Regions from separate parts of the Mus musculus genome. Here regions 1 and 2 are each linked to region 3. A link is a contact called in public Hi-C and HiChIP or PLAC-seq data. All regions are on one chromosome and are shown on one strand. Each heading gives the region's core, a stretch centred on a gene start, on an enhancer-like site or on the middle of the called end of the contact. The rest is flanking DNA. Distances are from core to core; before and after follow the strand shown.

Region 1 (3,889 bases), core at 440-2,939, 300 kb after region 3:
GAGGAGAGAGTGTGAAGTATCTGCAGGTGCTGTCACCTGGAGGAGAGAGTGTGAAGTATCTGCAGGTGCTGTCACCTGGAGGAGAGAGTGTGAAGTATCTGCAGGTGCTGTCACCTGGAGGAGAGAGTGTGAAGTATCTGCAGGTGCTGTCACCTGGAGGAGAGAGTGTGAAGTATCTGCAGGTGCTGTCACCTGGAGGAGAGAGTGTGAAGTATCTGCAGGTGCTGTCACCTGGAGGAGAGAGTGTGAAGTATCTGCAGGTGCTGTCACCTGGAGGAGAGAGTGTGAAGTATCTGCAGGTGCTGTCACCTGGAGGAGAGAGTGTGAAGTATCTGCAGGTGCTGTCACCTGGAGGAGAGAGTGTGAAGTATCTGCAGGTGCTGTCACCTGGAGGAGAGAGTGTGAAGTATCTGCAGGTGCTGTCACCTGGAGGAGAGAGTGTGAAGTATCTGCAGCTGCTGTCACCTGGAGGAGAGAGTGTGAAGTATCTGCAGGTGCTGTCACCTGGAGGAGAGAGTGTGAAGTATCTGCAGGTGCTGTCACCTGGAGGAGAGAGTGTGAAGTATCTGCAGGTGCTGTCACCTGGAGGAGAGAGTGTGAAGTATCTGCAGCTGCTGTCACCTGGAGGAGAGAGTGTGAAGTATCTGCAGCTGCTGTCACCTGGAGGAGTTTAGGACAGTGGAAAGATTTTACTGAGTGATTCAGTTTTTTTTGTTTTGTTTTGTTTTGTTTAGACTTATATCTAGATTTGTATAAATTTCCTTGCCGTTCCTGGATTTTATTTTTATTTAGTTTTTTGAGACTTTTTTTTTTTTTTTTTAAACATAGATAGCCAAAGATTGGTCTGGACTCCCGCTTGCTCTTCCTGTCTCAGTCTCCCAAGTAGTGAGGTGGCAGGTGTGAGCGCTGCACTTGGCGTCTGGAGTTCGCCGCCACCCCGTTCTGTATTTCTTTTAGTTTATAACATTTTCTTCTCTTTAAGCCACTGAGATGTCTCTTTTGTATTTTAGACTCTTAAAACTAATGATGGTTGTTCTAGCCTTCTGTGTTTATTATGAAGGTATAAAAACATTTCTCAGAAATAAAAATCCCACTTTTGGATTTGAAAGTTGACACGGTTTTATAGCACAACCAAAAGTTTACAATTCTATTGCACAGTGGTGTGTCAATAATTTGTTAACACTTTTACCTGCGGCTTTTATTCAGATTATTAGGACTGTTAGCTAGTACTTGTTAGTTGCCTTGTTAGCTCTTGGGTAATTACCAGCAGTTGTGTCTCGTTAGAAAAGATGGCCAGATGGTTATCATTTTCCTTTTAGGTGAGATTTCTATAGGAATCTGTATCTCAGGATCACGTGGTGTCAGAGTGTCCAGGGAGCAATTATCAGGGCGGTCTGTTAAACCTTTTGCCTCAAGACAAGACCGTTAGGTGTGCTCTATATGATCCTCAAGGGGTGCGAGTCACTAAGCCATCCATGCAGTCAGCTTTTTTTTTTTTTTTTTTTAATTTTTTTATTTCGAGGTATGTCTGAAACCTTTACTTCATAGACAGATCACAGGAAGTTAACCTACTGGAAGCACACATTAGTCTCATCTGATTATGTTGTGAAAGCGTATTACAGGTTAGTGAGCGAACATTGGCCCTGTGAACTTTCAATTCCACATTCTATTTCGATATGAGTGTCCTAAAAATTCCCTTGTGGGTCAGATGTGAGCAGATCTTCTAAGTGAACTCCCCTGTGTCTGCTGAAGAGGTGGAGCCTTAGTTCATGAGTTCACTGCATGATTGCTGTGCTTTTTCCACACCACTGCAAACCGTCCTTGTCCTTAGAACTCAGCACTGCCCGTTTGCTCCCCGTATTTCTAGGACATTGTTGAAAGGAGGATTATTTTTCTCTGTGTGTTGTTGGGCATGAATGATTTAAATGAATTAAATGACAAAAATCTCTTAGATTAGGCAGTCTTCTTTGGGCTGGGATGTAGCTCAAGGGTAGAGCATGTGCTTAACACAGAGGGTCATTTCTCAGTATTCACAGTTTTTTCTTTGACATTAGCCTTTCTAATCCCATTATTTTCTCTCAACATCCTGTTTTTATTTTCATTTCTGTATTTAAGTCTGACTTATCACACGCACCTCATATTCTCCATTCTGCTCTCCTGTTGTAGTCCACGTTCCTCTCCTCCTCTGACCCATAGACGTGCACTGGTGCTGGAGGTAGTGGGGCTTTCTCCGTTTAAGATCTTGCTGTGAGAAGCAGACAGGTCTCCGCAAGACTGACTGCAAGACCACTCTAGTAACATAGTCCTTCCTTGAATTTCCTAAACCCAAGCTTTCTGATTTTTATCTTACTTCCTGGCTACCCTAGCCTTCTCAGTAAGGCTCCCCCTTGGATACTTTCCTGGGCCCTTTTCAGCTCATCGCCTGTCAAGAAGCTGTGTGCCAGCTTCAAATGTTTACTTTCCCGAGGAACGGACTCACGGAGTCCAAAGCTGTTCACTGTGTTATCGTTCCTTACTTAGCCGTTTGTGATTCGTGCTTAACTCGGTTTCTCCCAAATCTGTCTTTCTCTGCTTGCTCTCTGGTTCTGTGAGCACTACCACCATCCCCTGAGTTATTCAAACCAGGAAGTTATCACTGCCTCACCACTTCTAATTTCCCCACCCCTGATAGCTTTTGTTGGTAACATCTCCCTTTGACATCAGTCTTGTTGCCTTCCCTAAGTCCAGTGGCGACAGAAGGGTCATTGTAGAGCCTTTTATTGCCCTTCCCGCTGCTCTTCAGTGAACTGTCTTCTGTCTGGACCAGGTCATCTAAAAAGCATGTAGGATGGTGTCCTTTCTCTGTTTAAGATCTTTTACTGATTTCTTACTATGTCTGAGGCCAACATTCTTACTGCTGCCTACCGGCCTTTCACAAGTTGGCCTTGTCTATTTTGAGTCTTAAGTTTCCCTACCCCGTCACCAGGTGCTGTGTTCCTGTTTTGAACTTAAGATGGTTTACTGTTAGAATTCTGGGAGATAGGTAAAATCAGTGTTTTGGTATTGTTTTAGTTGGTTTATATTGTCATGAAGAAACACCACGGTGGAAAAGCTGGTTGGGGAGGAGCAGGTTATTTGGCTTCCGCTTCCGCTTCCGTCGCTGTTCATCACTGAAGGAAGTTAGAATAGGAACTCAAGCAGAGCAGGAACCTGGAGGCAGGAGCTGATGTGGAGGCTATGAATGGAGAGCGGCTGCTTACCTGCTTGCTTCCCCTGGCCTGCTCAGCCTGCTTTCTTATAGAACCCAGGACCACCAGCCCAGGGATGGCCCCACCCACAATGGGCTGGATCCTCGCCATTGATCACTAATTAAGAAAATGCTTTACAGCTGGTTCTCATGGAGGAGGCAGTTTCTCAATTGAGGCACCTTCCTCTCTGATGACTCTAGCTTCTGTTAAGGTGATCTAAAACTAGCCAGTATACTGTTGAAATACTTTTTTTTTTTTTTTTTTTTAACTTTTAAGGAAGGAAACATTTTTTGGCTTATAATTTAAAAAAATTATCTTTTTATTTTTTAATATTATACTATAATTACATCATTTCCCCTTCCCTTTTCTTCCGGCCCTCTGTTTACACCTTTCCATATACCTCCTCTTGCTCTTTCAAATTCATGATCTTTCATTAATCACTGTTACATACATATATGTATACCTATATATGTGTATATATCTCTGTGTGTGTGTGTGTGTGTGTATAAATATATATAGTTATATACACATACAAGTACAACCTACTCAGTTGGTATGTTATTTGTATGTTTTCAGGGCTGACCTTTTGTATTAGGAAGCCAGCGTGTTTGCTCCTTGCTGGAAAGGGTATATTTCCTGTGTTAACATTCTGTAGTTGCCTG
Region 2 (3,811 bases), core at 1,100-3,599, 290 kb after region 3:
CTTAGCTCCTGAGTGCTGGGATTACAGAGGTGCTCCCCCACTCTGGTGCCTGGCACTCGTTCTTGCTCCAGAGTACCTTTGTAGTACACAATCTGGTAGATTATGTAGGTGCAATGGGTTTCTACTGGGGGTGAAGCATGATCTCTCTGTCCAGTGAAGGTCAGTAGATCTGTAGGTTGTGAGATTCTACAGTTAGTGAAGAGATGAGCCGAACTTGAGAACTCAGCGATGGAATTCATTTTTAATGTGAAAGCTGCAGGAAACGAATGGCAGTTTCTTATGAGAAATCAGTATGCCTGCTCTTAAATCTCAGATTTCAGAGTTCTATGCATCTTTGATGAGGGGAGCGTCAGTTAGCTAATCAAATGGACTGAAAGGCAGGGTGCTAACAAATGTAAAAATATTCCACCACATGTGGTTCTGAGGTCGCCTGAGTTTGCCAGTTGTACAAAAATCTTCTTAGGAATGAATGATGAACCTGGTAGTCTGGGAAAAAAAATGTTGGTGAATTTTAAATCCAGGACAGCCAACTATCAATAGTATCAGTCCGTGTGTGTATTGCAGACATGGAAACTGTCATTTAAATGAATGATAGATGGTATGCCAGGCCCGGGGTATGTAAGTTCCAACTATTTATTTCTCTTCAATTTTCTGAGTATGTGTTGCTGTGACTTAGTAAGAATATGAATACTGGGTAGATGGTTGGGTTCTGGTACTAGACTGTTGTGTAAAGCCTCTTTGTTCCGTCTGGTTGGAAAGGTCTTTTCTCCTAGTTCTGACCCAAAACCTATTCTGAAAGCAGTTCATTTATTGGGTGGTTACACCTTTGAGTAGGTAAGCCTGGCTCATTCCCATGCAGAAAAGTCTTTGTGGGTTACCCAGGGGAGCCTTGGCAGTATGTGTACCTTTGTAGAGTTAAGAGAGCCCTTGCCCTTTTACTTGCTGTTTCACTTTTTGTAAAGACTCTGTCATACCTAGGTAGTCTGAAGCAGGAGAACTGAGTTTTGCAACAGCCACAAGGTTTGACCGAGTTCCCCTCAGCCCTCAAAGAAAACCCAAACCAAACTTGGAAAACTAAACTTAGTCTTTTGACAACTCCCTCCCAGCGACCACTTGCAAAAGCGCACAACTTCAAGACATCCATAAGATCTTGTACATTTTGAAGATACATTGGCTGGTTAACATAAATAGTTTGTTAAACTTATCTATAAAACACGGATGGCTTTCTCTTGAAACTTTTAGACTTAGTTTTGAAGTATAATAAGATTTACCAGAGGGGTTTTTTTCTTTTTTTTAATTCTATTTGAGCAAGAATTTAGCAGTATGGATGTATTTCCAAAGTTTGGCTCACAACAGGGTGGGTTATCCAGAAATGGACTGGTTGCCAGTTTTGTTTGCCCAGTCTGTCTTGGTTGTGCCCCTTCCATGGACCACTTTTGCTCTGGCAACTTCTTTCTCAGTTCTGTTGGGTGTTTTTTATGTGTCTGTGTCTTGGAAAGCCATGATGATGGAGCCTGGGATCTCACCTCCAGTCTTTCTAGCTGTATAATGTTAATGCATTTCCCCTTTGCTGCTATGTTAGTGGCTTTTCTCAATTATTTTATACCACAAAGCTCTTTAAAACTCGAGTTGCTCTGTACTTGGATTTATTCGTGATTATGTAAGAGCAGACCATACACACACATGCACCCACACCCACATACACACACACACACACACACACACACACACGCATGCACGCACGCACGCACATGCAATGAGTGTGCATATATAATCTTTGAACAGGTGGAGATCAGCTCTTAGATTCTGCACGTATCGTAGCCAGTAGGGTGCTGTTTGCATCAACCTTTTGTAGACCCTTCAGTGGCCTGCTTTTGCTCATAGGTCCACAGGTCACAGCATGGCCCTCCCCATGATCCTCATGTGCCTCTTGCATTAATATTTCTCTTGTCCTTGAGTGTGCCCAAGCTGCTCTGCCACTTAGGGCACCTTTCTTTGCATAGTTAGTACCTTGTTTAGTTATGGCAACAAACAAACAAATAAAAAACCTTTCCTTTGAAACCTTAATGATTTTTTTTTTTTTTTGGTGGTCTCTCCCCTCCCATTTCTCCTGTTAGATTGTAAGGCCCATGAGTGCAGTGTGTATATGTCTGTCTGTGTGTTTCTAGCCCTGGGTCCTAGGACAGCTACACATAGTTGGATATCTCAGTAAAAGCTTGTTGATTCAAAGAAAGAAGTGATATTTTGCCATAGAACTAGTTTTCCTGACTGTCCAGAAGGAGGCACTGCCTCATCTATCCTTACCCCACCCCTCTGACATGAATAACATGAAAGGTATTTCCGTGTTTTACATTTGTAGTCACTTGGAGCTACTCCCAAATTCCCCAGAAGGTATATTTGCATCCACCACTGTTAGACTGTCCTAGACAATGAGAGCTCCCTATTCTTTGTATATATTAAGTACCTTACCACACTGTTAGCTGCATTGGAATGTGGGTTTGGTTGATATGGGTTGAGAAACTGACACATTGGGAAAGAGCAACCAGTTTCCAGTTGTAGGTTGCAAGTGAATGGGAGGTCTGAGGGATGGGTGGCACTCTTGCCCAGAGCTCACTTCCTTTCTCTGTCCCGCAGTTCTGATGCAGTTCTGCTTGGTCAGAGTAGACACTGGCTTGCGATAGTGCCATTTGCAGGGGACAGTGTGGGCTAATTCCAGTCTGCATGGAGTAGTGTTTTTTCTTGCCTTTTCCTTTTCAGTCCCACCCCCAATCATTTTAATCTTTTCACCCTCATTAATCAAACAGAAAAGTAGCAGGCCAGAGTGATGGATGTAAGAAATCCTAGCCAAGCATCTGCTGTATAAAGTTCTTTCTGTTAGAAATTACTACTGTTAGAGGTAGTCTTGGAAGAACAGCCTCTTTTTCTAGTGTCTTATTGTATGTGGGGGTCAGGATTGGGTCAGCGTTTATTTGAAATTTGTATAAATCTCTCCACTTTTGGAGTGCCAGTTTTGTGTTACGAGCATGGTTTTTACGTTTCTACCCACTTGAGAAGGCATCTTACTCTGTGCGTGAGATGCCCGGATCCTTATGCAGCAGTAGCACCAGGCAGCCCGCTGTGGACCTGTACCCCAGGAGTCCCATGTGTCAGGTCGAGTTGTCTTTGAGCGTTGTCCCTAATGCTTATCATCTTACAGCTGCTTGAACAGTGTCTCCTGACTGCTGAATATGCTGTGGCAGCCATCTTTACACAAAGTAGGGGTTATATGGCCCATTCATGATGTAGTACCTTGTTGCTCCTTGGAGCTGATACTGTGCTTAGTTTAAGATATCTTCTGTTCTTTGTTAGACTTAACAGAAATATAGTAGTTACAGTTAACATTGGTGACACTGTGAATTTGGCTTGAAAAACGTCCCATGTCCTCGTTTTCATTAGAGCGTGGTTTTCAGGAGAAGACATGGTAGCAGTGTTTGGAGGAGATGCTTCAAGGCGCTCAGTGTAACAGAAGTGCTGGTGCCGCAGGAAAGGGAGGGGCTCTGGGCACTGTAGGTTGTGAGCAGTTCTGTGATGGAGGCTCATTGCCCCGTCACTCTATTGCTATCAGATTACCGCCTTAAAGGTCTGCCAAGCTCACACAAGCCAGCCTTGGGTTTCCCTTGTTTTTAGCAGATGTCCTTGAAGAGGAAGATTAGATGGGTCTTTCTAGGTAACGTCCAGTCTCAGCTTTTGCGCTTTCCCGTATCTTCTTAAATTAGTGAGTTGCCATTCTTTCAACTTAGCCATCTCCAGCGGGGGTTATTTGTGGCGGTTG
Region 3 (4,184 bases), core at 1,542-4,041:
GCCTTGAGTTCTCCTCCAATTCTGCTCTAGACTGAACCCAGATCTTGTGCATGCAGATCATACTGTTGCCACAGAGCTGCACCCTCCACCCCAAAACCTTCCCGAATGAATATCGTGGTGTGCCGATGCGTGGTGTGCCGTGACGGGGAACACATTCAGCTATAGGGTCGGCAGTAGGGTGGAACAAACATGCTTTCACTACAGTTTCTCCAATTCTTAAGCAGGATCATTCCTATAGAACAGCTGAGACAAACTGAAATCTGAAAGGTTAGGTAAACTGCACAAGGTCACTGCTGGTAAATGAGAAACTCAGTGATCGTCTGCTTCACGCCCAGTGCCAAGCACACTTCTACTTTTTACATGTCACTTCCCATTCGTCCCTGAAAGTAACAATTAGAGGTTAGAAGACCACTTAAATGCATCCCACACTTAAAAGCCTTCGGCATCAACATAAATCCCTGGCTTATTGATTTAACATGAACATATTAATGCCACATTTGGAATATCGATCTGATAACATTTTGCGTATTTGATTTTCGATTTCAAATGAATAGATGCTTTTCCAACAAACGCTACAATTTACAACTTAAAAAAAAAGTATTTGTAAGAGCTTTCTTGTAATCAGTCTGAAAAGGCAAGATTTTTCTGCACCTCACTTAGAAGGAAACGTGAAGCCGTAACTTACTATCTTCCTTCAACGGGCTCAATGTCGAGGGTGTTAACCCCACTGCCATGGATTCTTTCCACATCCCTGTCTTTGTTTAACTCCAGCCCCAGGACCCTTCAAAAAGGAAAAAGGAAAAAAGATAAAGCAACGATAAGAAAAACATTTAGTATCAATTCCTTATTTCCCCAAGATTACCACAAATTCTGCAAGGCTTTAGCTTCTTACTACATCTAAAGATATTCAGACTTATTAATGTAGGCCTCTAAACAAGTTTTAAACTGAAACACTACTTTAAATTTCATTTAAGCCTCCCTAGTGCTGTGATCCATTAACACAGTTCCTCGGATTGTAGTGACCCCAACCATAAAATTATTTTTGCTGCTGCTTCATAACTGAAACTGTGTTTCTGTTATGATTCATAATATAAATATCTGATATGTAGGATATACGTAACCCCTGTGAAAGGGTAGAGACACACAGGTCGAAAACTGCTGATTTAAAGCTTTTAAGTCCTTAAAAAGTTATCTATGGATAAACAAGCTTTCAGGGAAAGTTAAAAATTCCAATAAACTTGGCTGATGACACCTAGTGGATAAAAGTTTGAATTGCACAATTTAAAGATTCTCTTAGATGTCTAAGACTGTAGAAATACAAACTATTATCAATGCCACAGTTAAAATGAAGTGAAGCGGAGGAGGGTTAGCGGTACCAAAGCGCAGCAAAGCTTTAGGGCGCAAGTGTTAAACTTCTTGATACGGTGATGGTCTTAAAAACATGTCAGCACTCAGCATGTTTTACGCAACCATGAAAATTTCATTTTTCTTTCTGTAGGGGTGCGGTGGAGTGGCATATGTCATTATGCAGCTCAGTTTGACCTGGAACTTGCTTCGGTAGCCCAGGCTGGGCCAGAAATCTTCCTCCATCTGCTTCTAGGAACCTGGGGTCACAGGCTTGTGTCACCAATGTTCAGCGTGTTCAATATCCAGTTTATGTGAATTACAGCTCCAGGTTGTAAACATCCTTTAAAAGATGTTGCCTGAGAGCGCCAAATGTAATGTTTACTATGCTTTTGTCACTAGCAGATGACAGGGAAGGACATCTTCTCTGAATAAATTAGGACTTTCCAGTTCAGTTACAAAAATAAATGAGAATTAAAGAATAACCTCATTACTTTAACAAAACAATAATCTTCACTGAAGCGTGAATATATATATATAATTTCAGTGTAATTTAACTAAATACTAGACCCCGTCAACATTGTTCAAATTTCAGTTACTAAGAAACACCATAAAGCTCAAAGCTCCAAAGCTATTTCATCTACAAGCCACTATATAAATAGCACGTGGTTGGGGACTTATTTACATGCCTTCTTTTCGAAATCCGTACGATTGATTTCTGTACACCTGTTACTCGGTTTACAAACACAGTCAAAGCATGCAGGTTCGTCTGTGCCTCAGAGATAAACCCACATGAAATTCTACAAAAATAAAGGCATTGGTCAACAGAACCAAAGCGCACCAAAGAAATAAGAAGCAGTCATGTTGGCAGTGAGGGTCCAGTGGAAGGCCGTGGGGTGAGCTGGCCGTGAGGATGTTCACAGTCCTGCCATTGGAGAGCCTGCCATCAGGTCTCTCCTGGAGTGACAGTTATCTAACTCGGCTCCCTGGTTACTTCCAACTACATCCTTCATGTACACAGCAAGCTACAATTACTGTGACCTGGGTTTTTCCTTCACACTCTCCCCTACACGCACACGTGGGTCTTCCTCCTCCGGCTCCTGCCGACTTCATCTTCAGCCCAGTCGGTCCTGCGACCCGATCTCCCTGCTCCAGACTCTCCCTTGGCACCGGAAGAGGAAAAGACACGCGCGTGACTCACCTCCGTGTGGACTGCGCTCTACGCAAGCGAAGAGGGTCCTCCAAACCCGACTGTCGAGCGGACAAAAAGCTCAACATCTCGGGTCCACACACCGGCTGGAGGCCTGGGCGCTGCCATGACAGACCGGGGAACTGGGGGATGCAACAACACGGGCTCTCATTGGCCAATCAGCGATGTGGCCTGACCAACGGAGAGCGGCGTTACTGGGGGGCTCGGAAAACGCCGGGCAGTGGGCGGAGCTTAGCGTGGGCGTGTCCTCCGGTGGCGGGTTGAAGCCTCAGACCTTGAGTTCGGCGCAGGCATGAGCTGGTGGTCCGGTGTGTGGCGCTCTGTTTGGAGCGCCTTGTCCAGGGAGGTGAGGGAGCACGTGGGCACGGACCATCTGGGGAACAAATACTACTACGTCGCCGAGTACAAGAACTGGAGAGGTGAGAGCGAGGAGAGGATACCGGTCGATGGATGCGCGTCCCGGGCGGGTGGCGGCCGCCGTACTTGGGGGCCGGGCCTCGGGTGCCCTGGTCCCTGTCCCGGGTCCCAGGACTTGGCGGTTGCCTTGGGCGACGAAGTTTGGACCCGGTCCTGCCAGAGGTTCTGGGGAGCATCGGGAAAGGCCTTGCGCCAGTGCCTTGCCTTGGTCTTCAGATCCGGGTTGTCCGCAGAGTTTGCGGTTCTTGGTGTCGCAGTGTCTGGCGCGCTCTCCCTGTCTGTCGCCGTCCTTGTCAACCCAGAACTTTCCGAATACACTGATCCGTTCTAATGTCCAGGTCGATTTCAGAAATGTGTGTCTAACTAAAACTGTTTTCAAGAACTGGAACGGTTTAGTTAAGAGGTGTTCTTTTATAGCCAGGCTTTAATCCCAGCACTCCGAAGGCAGAGGCGGATAGATCTCTGAGTTCGAGGTCGGCCTGGTCTATAGAGTGAGTTCAAGGACAGCCAGGGCTACACCTAGACCCGTCCCCCCGGGGGGGGGGGGGGGCGTTCCTTGTATGTGTGTGTGTTTGTGACTGTGTGTCTCTGACTCTCTCTGTCCCCACCTCCCCGCCCCCCTCCTCCCCCGTCCCCCTTGCAGCAGGCCACACAATGTCTTTTACTTTTCTCTATTGCTCCAGTATAGAAAGTCGCAGAGAAAGAAGTTGGGTCAGAGTTTAAGCGCTGACTGAGGCAGCTTAGGCACAAGTCCATTTTTCTCACTTAGGTGGTCTTACATGAAAGAGATAATAGTAGTGTCTGTCGCTACTGGGACGGTTGAAGACTGGTCCAACAACTGTGTTTCATTAATTTCTCACAATATTAACTATGTTAAACATTTATAAAAATGTTTTTCTTATCTTTAAAAAAGATTTATTAATTGTGTGTGTATTGCCTGCAGGTGTGTAGTTGTGTATCTGGTGTCAAAGCTGTTGGAACTGGAGTTGATGGTTGTTTAGCCACCATGTGAGTGCTGGGATTTGAACCTGGGTCTTCTATAAGAGCAGCAAGTGCTCTTAACCTCTGAGCCATCTCTCTAGTACCCACTTAACCCTTTTCTAAAACTTACTACCTTGAACTTTTTTGCCCACTGAGCATTTAAATATGCTGCCTCTGCTGCCTGTACCCAGATATCCACTGATCTGGGTTTCTGATGCTACAAATTGGTCTT

Evidence for each region. HiChIP or PLAC-seq counts read pairs in DNA pulled down with a chosen protein or histone mark. A called contact is a pair of places that touch in the nucleus more often than the background predicts.
Region 1: a Hi-C map of B cells shows a contact between it and region 3, with 6 read pairs. The contact joins the enhancer-like site here to the promoter of Ndufaf2 in region 3. A contact is called at or near these places in 1 of 39 promoter capture datasets (hippocampal neurons), 2 of 484 Hi-C or Micro-C datasets (B cells and bone marrow-derived macrophages), 1 of 115 datasets of contacts at active chromatin or transcription factors (astrocytes) and 1 of 9 other capture datasets (adipose tissue).
Region 2: a CTCF HiChIP or PLAC-seq map of the NIH/3T3 cell line shows a contact between it and region 3, with 7 read pairs. The contact joins the enhancer-like site here to the promoter of Ndufaf2 in region 3. A contact is called at or near these places in 3 of 39 promoter capture datasets (the SN4741 cell line, frontonasal cranial neural crest and hematopoietic stem and progenitor cells), 1 of 15 datasets of contacts at CTCF or cohesin (the NIH/3T3 cell line), 19 of 484 Hi-C or Micro-C datasets (the AML12 cell line, B cells, CD8 T cells and 13 more), 7 of 115 datasets of contacts at active chromatin or transcription factors (bone marrow-derived dendritic cells, bone marrow-derived macrophages, effector CD8 T cells and 4 more) and 1 of 9 other capture datasets (adipose tissue).

What each region holds. Positions count from the first base shown.
Region 1 is chr13:107,855,016-107,858,904 of GRCm38.p6, reverse strand. The region is part of intron 5 of Zswim6 (zinc finger SWIM-type containing 6); the gene reads left to right. Among named protein-coding and RNA genes, the nearest start is that of Zswim6, 33 kb to the left of the region's middle. Within about 2 kb of position 1,689, at least 16 of the 459 cell types and tissues checked have an H3K27ac peak or open chromatin away from gene starts, as enhancers often do. A contact at or near this core is called in B cells, where this site is marked.
Region 2 is chr13:107,872,084-107,875,894 of GRCm38.p6, reverse strand. The region is part of intron 5 of Zswim6 (zinc finger SWIM-type containing 6); the gene reads left to right. Among named protein-coding and RNA genes, the nearest start is that of Zswim6, 16 kb to the left of the region's middle. Within about 2 kb of position 2,349, at least 37 of the 459 cell types and tissues checked have an H3K27ac peak or open chromatin away from gene starts, as enhancers often do. A contact at or near this core is called in the NIH/3T3 cell line and embryonic stem cells, where this site is marked.
Region 3 is chr13:108,157,232-108,161,415 of GRCm38.p6, reverse strand. It overlaps Ndufaf2 (NADH:ubiquinone oxidoreductase complex assembly factor 2), which reads left to right and starts at 2,791. Exons shown (of 4, transcript NM_001127346.1): 1 at 2,791-2,973. The coding sequence starts at 2,847. It overlaps Ercc8 (excision repaiross-complementing rodent repair deficiency, complementation group 8), which reads right to left and starts at 2,678. Exons shown (of 12, transcript NM_028042.4): 1 at 2,546-2,678; 2 at 686-781. The coding sequence starts at 2,622.